2 separate regions of the Zea mays genome follow, and region 2 is linked to region 1. The links are chromatin contacts, called in public Hi-C maps. All regions are on one chromosome and are shown on one strand. The core of a region is the stretch at or near the end of the contact, and the rest is flanking DNA. Distances in the headings are between cores, read along the strand shown. Region 1 holds the start of LOC103634944 (ethylene-responsive transcription factor TINY). Region 2 has its middle 41 kb from the start of LOC103634944.

The links. A called contact is a pair of places that touch in the nucleus more often than the background predicts.
Region 2: a contact with region 1 is called in a Hi-C map of ear, with 4 times the contacts expected there. The contact joins the enhancer-like site here to the promoter of LOC103634944 in region 1. A contact is called at or near these places in 6 of 25 Hi-C or Micro-C datasets (ear, endosperm, leaf and 2 more).

What each region holds. Positions count from the first base shown.
Region 1 is chr8:23,280,859-23,288,068 of Zm-B73-REFERENCE-NAM-5.0, forward strand. It overlaps LOC103634944 (ethylene-responsive transcription factor TINY), which reads right to left and starts at 3,927. Exons shown (of 1, transcript NM_001371010.1): 1 at 2,705-3,927. The coding sequence starts at 3,772. The coding sequence ends at 3,005.
Region 2 is chr8:23,322,475-23,329,684 of Zm-B73-REFERENCE-NAM-5.0, forward strand. No RefSeq gene overlaps it. Among protein-coding and RNA genes, the nearest start is that of LOC103634944, 41 kb to the left of the region's middle. Within about 2 kb of position 3,642, at least 17 of the 20 cell types and tissues checked have an H3K27ac peak or open chromatin away from gene starts, as enhancers often do. A contact at or near this core is called in ear, endosperm, leaf and 1 more, where this site is marked.

The DNA.
Region 1 (7,210 bases), core at 2,677-5,176:
GAAACATTGAAATCGTAAGCATTAAAAATCAGATTATCGGAACAAGTGGTCAAGGTTGACCTCTATCGAAAGTGTGGATAAGTCAAACCGTCATCACTAACCTGCTCAAAATAATATGAAACCGCTCGGTTAATGACATGCTTTGCAGTTAACGATACGGTATAAAATTTGTCAAGATATAATACTTGTTTAAACAGCACTACAAACCTACCTGCCCCAGATGGCGGTCTCTGCCCCTGCAGATAAAATCATAAAACTACTAGATGTCAACGAACCACGAGTACCTTTACGAAAAAGAAAAGCAATGTCTTTGCGAATTAAATAGTAGCAATACAGTACACAAAAAAAGAACTTGTCTAAGCTGGAATATATATACTTCTCATATATAATCAAACAAATAAATACATAAATATACTTTATTTAATCGCGACAAAGCCAGCCGTCTCCGGTCGTCATTCACATACCATACACGACATCTTGTATTATTTTTTTTATAGATCCATGACATGTTTTTGTCTCGTTACCAGTACACGCATAATTAGCAGCGATCGTTTAAACATGTGGAAACGGTTTGCGCACGTACCTCACTCGCCAGAGGAGCCAACCCCCCAAAAAAAAGTGTCACTAAAGCACGGTGTATCCATTATTCAAGTGCTGTTGTGACACAAACGTCCCAACGACAGAAAACGGAGCCAGACAAGGCGACTCGACGTCGAGAGAAATCATTAGCCTCTTTTTTTTTCTTTGGTTTTTGTCCCTCATTCATTGACAAGAGCCCCGCGCCATCTGCCATCATCATTGAATCTCTCTGGAGAGAAGCTGGCTATCAGAGCTGCTGAGTCGGCACATTAAAATTTAGCATTTGACATCCTTCGTTGGCCCCGACGGGGGAACGCGGCTGCTGCCAACACCTGTCCGACGTCGCTCAGGTGTGGTGTGGAGCTGGCTAGCCGTTGGCACTTGGCAGAGAAAACGATGACGATGGCACGACGATTAACTAGAGGGAGGGACCTGCAACTGCAAGTATTTAGTTTGTACTTTGTAGGAGTTTGTTTAATCATTTTTTCTATAACAGCAAGTGTACCAAGGTGATGTAGACGGGCTACAAAATAAGGCACGTTAGATTTGGGGTGACATGGAAGAAAGAAAAAAAAACGAATATAGAAGCGAAAGGTGGATCAAGTATTAAATATACAACTTGTATCGTTAGAGGGTTACTGTATGACTACGTTTTTGGACGGTTGAAAATGACATGGCCGACGGCAGTTGTTCTATAAATCAAACGGGAGGTTGTCTTGCGTATGGGAGACATCCTACTTGGGATCAACACTAATGAAGGTAGTACGCATGTGTAATTATAGGTCGCAGACGTGGACACTTGCACGAGCGCGAGGGTGAACTATATGCAGTGTTATCCTCCATTCCCGCCTGCTGTTGTTGTTGTTGTTGTTGTTGTTGTTAGTTTTAGCAGTTGACAAACCGAGAATGTCGTTTGATTATGTATTAACGCACGCATGCGTGCTATAAAAAATAGATTAAGTACATACACTGAGAGTCTGAGAATTGAGATAGCTCTGAGCCTTTGACCCATAAAGGACATGGTTTTTACTTTTTAATTTTTTTTCCTTTTCTTTGGCGAGAGAAGGAAGGACACGCAGTTAGTGGCAGTCATGTACAGGAGGATCTTGGGTTGTTGGTAAACTCTCGAGGTAATCCTATGGCCGGCGTACACGTGTGCGTGCCCAGATGGCATGGCATGGCACCTTCTCTGTCGAGCATCTGCCGTGTCGCTGGACGGTACTAGTCCTAGTCCTACAGCTAGTACAGCAGTAGTTTTCAAGACCGTTAGCACACACGACACGGACAAACACACAGGAGGTGTGTGGTTTGCATGTCCTGCACTGTCCAAACCTCCATCGCCAGTCGGCAGCCGTCTACCTGTCGTGCCGGCGTGCAAGAGGAGGCAGGCACACCTGGCACTCCACGAAGACGACAAGGACCACGACCTGCTGCAAGCTTGCTCCGCGCAGCTGCTGCCTGCAGCTAGCGTAGCCGACCCAGGGCAGCTCAGGAGAACACGCCACGGTGGTGCCTGCGGCTAGAGAGAGAGAGCAAAAAATATCCGTTCTTTGTCGCGTCCACTGACATGAACATGCTCGCAATGGCCAGAGGTGCACGGCCAGCCTATTGCGTGCAGGGGCCGACAGAGATATCAGTCGGTTCGGTGTTGTATTATCACGATAGCTTTTCTCTTTGCAACGCCTCCCGCACGGCACCATTGACTCCCTAGCTGCGACGGCGAGATCCGGCCGGCCTGCCGGAGTGGAGCCCCGTCCACCGCCAGGTGCGCCCGGGGAAGGAGACAGAGATGTCTCAGACAGCTGCTTCTTCCCACAATTACTAATGCCGCTGCCTCCTGCAGTCCTGCTTCCTTCCAGGGTTTAGCTTCCCGTCTTGGCAGCCTCCAGCCAGCTCCATGGACTATGGAAGGAAGCTGCGGCCAGCAGAGGGTAGGGTTTCGTTTAAAATTCAAAGGATTTTCTTTTTTTTTTTAAAAAAAATATGAAATCCAGGAGGAGTCGGGGGACCAAACCAAATCTCCGTGGGATCTCCGAGTTGTGCAGAGTGGTCGATCGGGCCAATGCTTTGCTTTCAGAAAAAAAGTGGTTTCGCATGCACAAAATGACACAAAAACAAATGTGCAGGATCCGGCCGGAATCAGTGCTTCCATAGTAAACCTGTCGTTTAATCTTAACCCCCTTTCGTGGGTAACAGTGTCGCACGAAGAAATTACGAGCTAGTTTTTCCTTGCGTTGGGAGGAGAAGGAATGGCAGTGTTCTTTTTTTTCTCTCTCTCTCTCTCCTTTTCACGGATAGAATAACAGGATGAAAACAAGTGAAAAAAAGAAGACAAAGACCACACAGGCTTGCACTGGAAAACAAACACGAAACAGAGAACCAGAACGGTTGAAGGCCATGCACAAGCGAGGCGAGGCGAGGCGAGCTAGTAGTCGTCCCACAGGAGAGGGAGAGGGTGGAAGCCGGCGGCGATGTCGAGCCCATCGCACGGCGTCCACGGCCACGGGTGATCGGCGGACGGCCCCAGCTCCACCACGTCCTCCACCCACAGCGGCGCCAGCTCGTCGAACACCAGCTCGGCGGCCACCTCTAGGGGCTGCCGCTCAGGCTCAGGCTCGTCGTGCGCAGCGGCGCCATCTCGCCGCTGGCCGCAGCCGCCGACGTCCGCCGCCGCCGAGGAGGAGGATGAGGACGAGGTGGCGGTGGCGGTAGAGCCGCCGCCGCCGCCGCCACCGCAGCAGCAGCAGCCTGCGGACGAGTGGTGCATGAGCGCGGCGCGCGCGGCGGCGGCCTGGACGTCGCGCGGCGCGAGGGAGGCCGGGCGCGGGAGGTGGCGCGCGAGGCCCGGGAAGTTGAGCACTGCGCGGGCGCCCTTGACGCTGAGCGCGGCCGCGTCGTGCGCGCGCGCCGCCATCTCCGGGCACGGGAAGGTGCCCAGCCAGATGCGCGACTTCTTGCGGGGCTCCCTGATCTCCGACACCCATTTGCCCCACGCGCGCATGCGGACGCCGCGGTACGCCGGGGCGGAGCTGGAGCTGGACCCGCCGTCGTCTGAGCGCGGACGTTTCTTGCCGCCGCCCGATGCGGCGGCGGCGGCGGCGGAGGGCGCCGCGCGCGGGCTGGTGGACGTGGAGGGTCCGGACGAGCAGGAGGACGTGCACGAGGTGTCGGAGCTCGGCTCGCTCATTGCCATATACACTACTATACGACACCGAGCTGGAGGCTGGAGCAGTCGATCGGGTATGTGTGTATGATGATCGAGCAAGAGATGGAGACAGAGAGGAAAGACGTGGTGCAATGGTGGCTAGCTAGTTAGCTGCTGTAGAGATCGAGAGGACGGACACGGACACGGACGGACCTGCCGGGGGGGTTGCTGGGTGTTTAAGTAGGGCAAGCCGGGAGGAGAGGAAGGGGAGTCGCGCGACGCGTCAGGTGTGCGAGGGACCGACCGATCCATCTCGCGCTCCCGCACGTAACAGTGGTGGCAACAGCGACGCGGCAGCGGACAGCAGCGCTGCCCTCGCCATGGCCATTATTACTGGCGATCGATCGACATGGACGGCGCGCGTCTCGGTCTCAGGGGAGGCTCTGGCCGGCCGGGCTCCGGCTGGCTGGCTCTGGCTGCAGTACACGCACGTGTCCCTGCCGGCCTGCCCTGCTCTGCGGCGGGCGTCTCCGAGTCCGACGATCCGATCGATCGACGACCCCGGGCGCAGGCGCAGCTGGCTGGGTAGGCATTTACTGGTCAACTCGATCGGCGTCTCCGATCCATGTCCCGCCGGCACGAGTGCATGCGGTGTGCTCGCGCGCACGCTCACGCCATGCCGCCCGCCATTATCCACCCATATCGATCGATCCACCGCGCCCATACGATCAGCTGTCGTTCCACAGAACGCACACATGCTACTGCACTGCTATTTACTACTCCAGCATTTTTATTTATTATTTTTTTAAACAGCAACGGGGAGGGACGAAGTGTCCCTGGTTAGGGCTCATTCGTTTTCTCTCCAATCCATATAGATTTCAAGGGATTTGATAAGTTTCAATTCATATCAAGTCAAAATCTCTACTAATTTTTTTAATTCCATCCAATCTATATGATATATGAATAATCAAATAAGACCTTAAGTGGTTATATTACCACATGTCCACATATGCCAGAGCCAAATGGCCAGGCCATTCGGTACAGTGTAAGATTTGTAGAGGGGAAAGAGAGGTAGAGAGAGAGAGCCAAAGCATATCTAGTACACTGTCAATTGGGTTTCTCTTATTTCTTTTATAAACTAAAATCTATTATCGAACTCGACTCCACTCCACTCGGTATGTCTACATGTGTTTCTACCTATCGATTAAAAGTTTTGCACTATAAGTTCCAATTCTCTACTAGCATGGTATGTAATTCTAGTAATATGAATGTTCGAATATAATTACTCGAATATAAATACTAAAAGTATAATAAAGAATCAAACGCCTCGATTTTTACCAAGGTATCAAAAAAAAGTCGGTTACTAGTCTCTAATAGCACGTCCTCGTTGCACATGGCATCTTGCCATCTTTGTGCCCCCTGTTTTGGCCTCAATATTATTGGTTGCAAGCCGGTCTTCAAGCTCGAATGCGAACTGGATGGTTCTATTGATTGTTATAAGGCGCTCTGATGGCGAAGGGGTTCTGTTGAGTACCAAATTGAGGACTGGACAATTCGGCCCTGGGGTCAGACGGTCCGCGGTTCGGACGGTCCGCACTGGTGGTACGGACGGTTCGTGCGTGCGCAGAGTAGATTAAGGTTCCGAGTTTTGTGCTACGATTGTTAGCTAAATTCATGGAATTAGCTCGGGAGATTAGTTTGTAAAAAGTCTACCCCCTCCTCTATAAATACAGAGGATTACGGCCGATTTGGAATCAATCAATCGAACCTACAATCAATATAATTTACGTTCTATCTTAGGAGTAGTTCTAGTCTAGTTCTAGTTTAGTCTTCCAATCCCCAAAATCTCCGCTTCTACTCGACTCTACGTCGATTAGAGGAGTCTAGGTCGGCCTGCCGAGCCTAGACAACTCCTAGGATCTCTCCTCCCCCCCCCCGACGGGGTCCCTCCCGGGAGCGAGATCCAGGCGCCGCCGACGACCTTCGCCGCCCCTGCACACGCGCGGAACGTCCGGCCCCAGTGCGCGGACCATCTGGCCGTCAGGCAGAGAACCCTAGCCCTGCGCCAGGTCGCGGACCGTCCGCCCTTGTGTAGAGAGCACCGCCGCGGTTCTTGTTTAGTGATTGGCGCCCAAAAAAGGCACCAACACACTTTTGGCGACTCCGCTGGGGACTATTTCATATAGACCTATCAAGATCGGCCCTTAATGACCGGTTCAAAGGATGGCTCTGAAGTTTCCACCAGCAATATCATCAAGCTAACATGGGAAACCTTGACAGCTGAAGAACAGCTCCTGTTCGAGGAGCGCCAGGAGCAGCTGATCCGGGAAGCAAAGGCGAAATTCCTGGCCGATTTCAAGGTGGGCAGGAACAACAAAATCGTTCGACAACGGGCGACAGATCTGGCTTCGCTCCGACCTACTACAGATATCCTCAATGTAAGTAACACCAATGAGCTCCAATCTCTTAAAACTTACATAGGCGAACAGCGAGAGCAGATGCAACGTATCGTAGGGGATATACAAAATGATCATAAAAGGCTAGTGCGTGCGCTTGATAAGTCTACTATTGCAAATATTCCTTCGCACGAGGTTGAACTGAGGGAATACACACGTGATTCGTCGGCTACAGGTTGTCACGACCAGTCACAACCCCTTTATGGGATGTCGATAGACATGTACCCTAGGCAACAACAGCCTCCCATGCACATCGGCGATAAATTTGCTGATCTACGCATGTCCGAACCATCCGCACGTGAGCACGGACCGTCCGGGCCAGCGGCGATCGGTCCCATTTTTAGAAGCGAATTACCGAGGCCTGCACCCAAGCCGCCACATACTGTGCAAACCCTAGATAACCCATTTGGATTGTCCGCGTATGGCGCCAGACGGTCCGAATATAACGCCGAACGGTCCGGACACATGGCCGGACAATCCGCGCACTTAACCAGATGGTCCGCGTATTTAACCGGACGGTCCGGCACAAAGTTTTTTTGAGGAGGATGGATATCCAACTCCGCATCCATCCCAGCTAAACTCCTCATCTCACCATACGACACACCAGCACCATAATATAACCTACCAAACCCGTGAGAGTGAGTATTTTCCGGCCCCCAGAAGACCAGAAAAGAATGGCCAGTCCTATGAGCCTCATAGGGCATATATTAACGCGCCGCAAAACTCAAACCAATGGGGAGGAAAACAACATACTAACATCCAAACAACCTCACCCATATTGGACCAAAGAGCCGGTGGTCTCCCACCGGCTGCCATCGATATAGTAAGAGAGGAAATAGCTGGGGCGTTCCGAGATAAGCTCGGAGTTAGTATAGTCCCCGGGGGCAGTCAAATCAGAGACCTTATGATAGCCAATTTGACCGTCTCCCATACCCACAGGGGACCAGAATACCCGAATTCGCGAAGTTTTTGGGTGACCAAGGAAAGAGCACGCGTGAACACATAGACCAGTTCTTAGCACAATTAGGAG
Region 2 (7,210 bases), core at 2,392-4,891, 41 kb after region 1:
ACACCCAGCAAGCCTTTCGCGAGCGTGCTGGCGTCGTCCGTTTGCTCGGGATTGACGTGTCGCGGGGAGACAGCGCTCGTCTTCGTCTCAAGCGCGAGGCCGATGCCCGACGCGCCCCCTGTTGGAGTGCTGGCGTTGTCGACTCGCTCGACGGCCGACGAGGCGCCGCCTCCTGCTTGGCCTTGGTTGCCCCGCCTCCTCCTCCTCCGTCGACGGGGAAGAGGACGGGGCGAGCTCGAAGGTTGTTCTTCCACCACACGGGGAAGACGTCGTCGATCCCGCCGCAGGCGGGCGGACTGTCGGCCGCCGTTGTCGCTGTCGCCCGGCGGTGGAAAGAGTATCATGTCGTAGCTGCCGTCGAGGGACATGAACTCAAGGCTCCCGAAACGGAGCACCGTCCCGGGGCGGAGAGGTTGCTGGAGACTACCCATCTGGAGTTTGACGGGAAGCTGTTCGTCAACACGCAGCAGGCCCCTACCTGGCGCGCCAACTGTCGGCGTTTCGAGACCGGGGGGTCCCTGAGCCGACGAGTGAAGTGTCGCCGCGTGCCCCAGCCCAGATGGGTCGCCGCGAGGCCGAGCGCGAAGGGGGAAGTGAGGTGGCCGGAGATGGGCGTGAGAGAGGTGGAAATCCCGCGGCCTTCGTGTTTGTCCCGCGCCCAGGTCGAGTGCGCTTGCAGTAGGGGGTTACAAGTGTCCACACGGGGGAAGGAGCGAGTGGCCTCACGCGAGCGCCTGTCTCGTCCTCGTCCTCGTGCGGCCAACCCTCTCTAAGAGGGCCCTGGTCCTTCCTTTTATAGGCGCAAGGAGAGGTTCCAGGTGTACAATGGGGGGTGTAGCAGAGTGCTACGTGTCTAGCGAAGGAGAGCTAGCGCCCTAAGTACACGCCATCGTGGCGGCCGGAGAGATTTTGGCGCCCGGTTTGTGTGATGTCGTGGCCGTCGGAGGAGTGCTGGAGCCTGGCGGAGGGACAGCTGTCGGGGCCGTCGAGTCCTTGCTGACGTCCTCTTGCTTCCGTAAGGGGGCCGAGAGCCGCCATCGTCAGGGAGCATACGGGGTGCCATCGTCGCCTATCTGGCGGAGCGAGCCAGATGGGACGCCGGTCTTGTTCCCCGTAGCCTGAGTCAGCTTGGAGTAGGGTAATGATGGCGCCTCATGTTGATGTGGCCGGTCCGCGCCCTAGGTTGGGCGATGTGGAGGCTCCTCCGAGGTCGAGGTCGAGTCTGTCTTCCATGGCCGAGGTCGAGTCCGAGCCCCTAGGTCGGGCGAGGCGGAGGCCGTTGGCTGAGGCCAAGGCGGAATTTGAGTCCTGGGGTCGGGCGAAGCGGAGTTCGTCGTCTTCTGGGGCTGAGCCCAAGTCCGAGCCCTAGGTCGGGCGGAGCGGAGTTCGTCGTCTTCTGGGGCTGAGCCCAAGTCCGAGCCCTGGGTCGGGCGGAGCGGAGTTCGCCGTCTTCCGGGGCTTAGCCCGAGTCCGAGCCCTGGGTCGGGCGGAGCGGAGTTCGCCGTCTTCCGGGGCTTAGCCCGAGTCCGAGCCCTGGGTCGGGCGGAGCGGAGTTCGCCGTCTTCCGGGGCTTAGCCCGAGTCCGAGCCCTGGGTCGGGCGGAGCGGAGTTTCCTATGGTGCGTGCGGCCGGGCCTGACTGCCTGTCAGCCTCACTCTATCAAGTGGCACCGCAGTCGGAGCGGCGCAGGCGGCGCTGTCTTTCTGTCAGACCGGCCAGTGGAGCGGCGAAGTGATGGCGGTCACTTCGGCTCTGTCAGCTGAGGGGCGCGCGCCAGGATAAAGGTGTCAGGCCACCTTTGCATTAAATGCTCCTGCGATTTGGTCGGGGTTGCTTCTCGGTGAAGACAGGGCCTCGGGCGAGCCAGGAACGTGTTCGCCGCTGGAGGGGGGGCCTCGGGCGATGCGGAGATCCTCCGGGGTCGGCTGCCCTTGTCCGAGGCTAGGCTCGGGCGAGGCGTGATCGAGTCCCTCGAATGGACTGATCCCTGACTTGATCGCACCCATCAGGCCTTTGCAGCTTTATGCTGATGGGGGTTACCAGCTGAGAATTAGGAGCCTTGAGGGTACCCCTAATTATGGTCCCCGACAGCCTGCCTTTAATTCTCTTCGCAAACACATACACTTGCCTTTTTTTAAGCAAGCGTGTATGGTGGTGCGTACCAGATGACTGACAATGTACGAGAGAACTTTTACCGGCAGGTGTGGCACGTGCTCTTCAACGATGAGACCATACAAATCGTGGCATATATCGAAGTCTGTATGATACTGATGGTTGCAATGTAGTAGTGAAACAGCTAAATTAAAATAACAAAATTTATGTATGACCAGGATTACAAATGAATTATGAAACATTTTCTGATAACAATATAAGACACATTTTGTATATAAGTTATCATGTTATTATATGGTCTGTTGCAACGCACGGGTACTCACCTAGCTATAAATAATACACATATCACAAATAAATGATAGACCTTAAATAAATGATATAGCTATTTTGTAATTTTTGCCTTATTAAACGGGTCAAATCCAAGTCCGTTTCGATTTGAAATGGTCCGTGCCCGGGCTAGCCTAATTGGTCGAAAACGTTGAATAAGCCCGACACACCGCTTGTGTCGAGCTGAGTCCAAACCCGTATAGAGCCGAGCCAGGTCAGATCCAAATAGCCGGGTTTAGGAGAAGGGCAATAGAGAGAATTGAGGGGATCCCTCACTATTCAGTTTTAAATAGTGATAGATTACAGCCTCATCAATTGCACTTGCTCTCAAACAAGCCTCTCAAAGGTGTCTCTTCTCCGATGCTGCCCACTGACAAGCTGTGAAGTGCATGATCGGAGAGATCGATGATATTGGCAAAACCTTGATACCGGCCGGCCGGCCGGGATCGGAACAGAGAAGTCATGGGAGGCGAGAAGGTGGTGGAAGAAACGGTAGCTAGAAGGGACCCCTCGATCGGGTGCCACTAATTAATCCCACTATCACTGCGTGGATGGGGAGAAAATGAGATCGTTTCTTCTAGATGGCATAAGGATTTTATTTATTATTGGACGGTACCGTACGGTGGATCCGTGACTTGATTAATTATATACAAAGGAGACGATGCATCCGATCTTCTGGGGTTGTAATAAAAGCTACGCCATTGCCCATTGGTAGCAGCTACAGTAAAGCTCGGGCAGGGCAGATATAGGCGACAGCGACATGGCATCCATCGGTCGACGACGAGTTCATTCACCAGGCGGCCCGATCGAGGGTACCTGCTGCATCCATCATCGTCTCGCCTTCGCGTCAGAGAGATGCAGCGGTACGTACGTAGCCCGGCCGCCTCAGATCGACCGCCGTCGATGGCTGTGCTGTGCGCCGAAAGCTTTGGCCGGAGAACCCACGCATAGGGGTGGTAATGGATCGTGATCCAAATAGTTCTTCACAAAATGTCAAGGCCCTAAATAAATCATAGTTCAAAAATGACTAGAAATAAAGCCCGATCCTAACCCGCTTCGATCCTTAAATCTTATAGTGCAAAAATTATAGCTCATTGTCAGCCCTACCCACGCACAGTTCCCTGTTGAAATACAGTAGTAGGGCGCGCGCGGTTGCCCGGCCTTATCGGGTTCTAGATGAGTCAGTCGATCTGGTGATGAGATGATGCAGCTACCAGCAGGCAGCCAACAGGCGTACACAGTAGCGCAGCGCGTACTGTTGCTTAGTCATGGGTAACCCTGACAGAATAATTAATTCAGATCATGGAGGGATATCACATCAATCCAAATCTCTTCTCTCTCTCTTTTTTTTTGGTTATATGTAAAGAAAACATGCATGCCACAGACGACATTGACGCCGGATCGATCCACCATGTAGATTAACTCTGACGACGACGAGATCAGATAAACTATTATATTCATGAGCAGTAGCATGCATGCACGGTCGCATATATGTAGAGATGTACGTACATGGCCCGGAAGCCCACCCGTGCTCGGGCCAGGCCGACACCAACGGTGGACTGGGCCTGGACAGAGAAGTGAGCCCGTCTGGCTGGTCTGATCTGGCCCGTTTAACGTATAGCCCTATACACCCGTTTCTATGTTTATGCGTGCTTACCGGCAGACCTAACCCAACATTTGAGTGGGGCCCAACAACTGAATGAGGGTATAAATAGGGACTTATTAACTAATGAACCTTGGTAACTATGGGGGTGTTTGGTTTCTAGTGACTAATTTTTAGTCCCTACATTTTATTCCACTTTAGTTACAAAATTATTAAATATAGAAACTAAAACTCTATTTTAGTTTCTATATTTGTCAATTTATATACTAAAACACCCCCTATATTAAATATGATGAAATGTCCATTAAAATGAGAAAGTTGAGTGGCGGTCATGTCCTCACTCAACACAACATGAGTCCGCCTCTGTTTATCGGTTTTTTTTTTCTGTGATTACTAGACCGGGCTGAGCTGGCCCGTTTAAGCAATCTGTTGCTTAATTTTGCCATCATTGGCTCCTGCGCGCATGATTACGCGCTATTAAACTAATTAATAATTCCAGTAGCCAACAGCACGGCCCTATAGTGTATACTGTAGTATTATATGTCTGGAAATCAGCTACCCGTCTATGCATGGTTCACCACCAACTGTGGTATCTGTCCGTGCGTGCAGGTGCTGCATGCTTTGCTGCTTCAATCAATTAACTACCTGCCTTCCTCCCACTCTCCATCCTCGTCACATGCATGCATTGCATATGCATGGTTCACTATCGAGAAACCACCGCTGAGCGCTGATGAGCATATGTGCCTATACCAGCTTTGTAATCAATATAGCCTTCTTATTACTCCTTCATTATTTTTTATTTATCATATTTTAGTTTAAAAATAAATTAGCCGACGATAAATATTCGAAAATGGTTGTCCATGCCGTGCCTTTAATAACACGAGCACAAGCACTCGAGATGGGGTCTAAGACAAAATCCCATATGGAGGACCATTAACCTGATATTTATACATGTATATATTATATTTATGTATATATAAAAATCATACATATAAAAACCTTCTATTTAATGTTTAATAGTTTATAAGATAACAAATGTAAAATATAGTCATAAACACTTACTTGTTACTTGATATCGCGCTAAAAATACCTTCTGACAGTTTATGTTACAAAGTCGTCGATTATATCGTTAAGATCAATCTCATCCAACAACTTCTTCTCGATGTATAGAATCGCTAAACCATTTAGTCATTATTGACCTTAACTAGTTTCTCAATAATTTTAGTTTAAAAAACTTCTCTCAATCGATTAAACTGTCACTGTATAGTAAATAATATTGGATAAGCAATTGAGACATTAGGCTAACAATCTAAATCTCTAACATGCTAGCATTCGACGATCGGGTGCCCACGGTTTTTAGGGACCCGGCGTGGCCGCACCCCTGCACCCCCTCAGGGATGGCCCTGCACTCATATAGCTAAAAGTATACATGTATATGTCGGGTCTACCGTCTAATCGTTGGGCGATCTCTCGCCTGCCGTCAAAGTCCAGTCCAAGGTGCTCACTCGTGCTCGTGCTCGTTTCGTGTTTGGGTTGTAGGGGGCATGTGCTGCAAGTATATATGAGCATGTCCCATTTAAGAAGTTAGTCTATTTTCTTAGGTTATTTATACCCTATCATGTGAGCCCTCCTCCCCTGCGACCCTATAACTCTAATTCATTTCCCCTACACTCACCTCAACCACAACTCCTCATTTTCTCGTCTCTCGTCTTCACCTTCTCTCTTCTGTCTCGAAACTTGCTCGTCTTGGTGAGATGGACGTCAGTGAGCCACCATCGACGGTCGACACTACCACATCATGGCCTCCAATGCTCCACTGATCCTCTTCCATATCCCATTCCCCCTCTATCCTAAATTATATCCCTCTCTCGCTTTATCTCCATAACCCTAGCTCTAATCCTCGATCTGGTCAAGATCCACGTTAAGGTTGCTCTATTGTTTCTGCATTGGTGAATCTGGTGCTCCCGCTGCACAAGTGAACCTCCCTTTCTTCCTCTATCACTACCACTCATCCTCTCTCTATCTAACATTTTTATCTTTTCCATTTTATTTTCTTTTTATCTTTGTTGTAGATCATTGTCATATGGATCCTCTTCTATATAATGGGTGTGGTGCATGTCGCTAGGAGTCCAAGATGTGTTGGTGGCCATGTCCATGGATAATGATTATGTTGGACTTGGAACAAAATCAAGCTGTCGGGGATGAGGAGTGGCTGCTTGAAAACAAGAACAAGGAAGATGTTGTTAGGTGCTTCCTTGTCAATAACAGTGTAGCTGCTACTACTGACGTGGATGGTGTTAGCATGGCAGTGGTAGGGACAAGGATGAGGATGAGATCTAGGAGCCCAGTGGTCTTGACAAGCACTTTTGTCCTTGTTAAATGCTCGAGGAGGAGGGCCCCACCTCAAAAGTATGGATGAACTTTAAGGAGGCATGACTACGATGAATGGAGGTTAAAGTTTTTGCCATTTGCCTTCACAAGGATACTTTATCTACTAAATCTTCTTATAGTACTAGGCGCTTGATCTGACATTTAGATTGTTGCCTTGCTAGAAAAATAAAAGGATAAGTAGGCTTAACTCAAATAGTTCTTAAATTTAATCCTAACAGCTTTGTTGTGCATTGGAAGTACTTTGTTGCACTTGCACAAACAAAACTTTGTTGTTTGATTGCTAGACTATGTATTTCTCTTTGCTTTGGTGAAACTAATGCTTTTCAAAACTATATTACACGTGCTCAAAATCCTAAGTTTGTTAAGTCATCTAGGCAAACAACTTATTGAGACTTAATCAGAATTTATAATGATCGTGCTAAATAACTTATTAATATCCTAAATTCATTTGTTTTGTTTATTGCTCTTACATTTAATATTTGTTGGACTACCTTAATGTGGTTACTCTTGTGAACTCTAATTGGTGTTTAGAGAAAAAAAGGTTGCTTGGTCTAAGACTAGTAGAAGTTGCACATATAAGTCCTAAGAATGTTGAGGGTGTTAAAATGGTTGTAATTTACTACGGAGTTACTAATAAAATGTTTGCTATTAAGCTTGGACCAATAGAAGTTGCACATATAAGTCCTAATATTGTTTAGAGTGTTAAAATGGTTGTAATTTACTACAGAATTACTAATAAAATGTTTGCTATTATGCTTGATAATGCTTCATCTAACA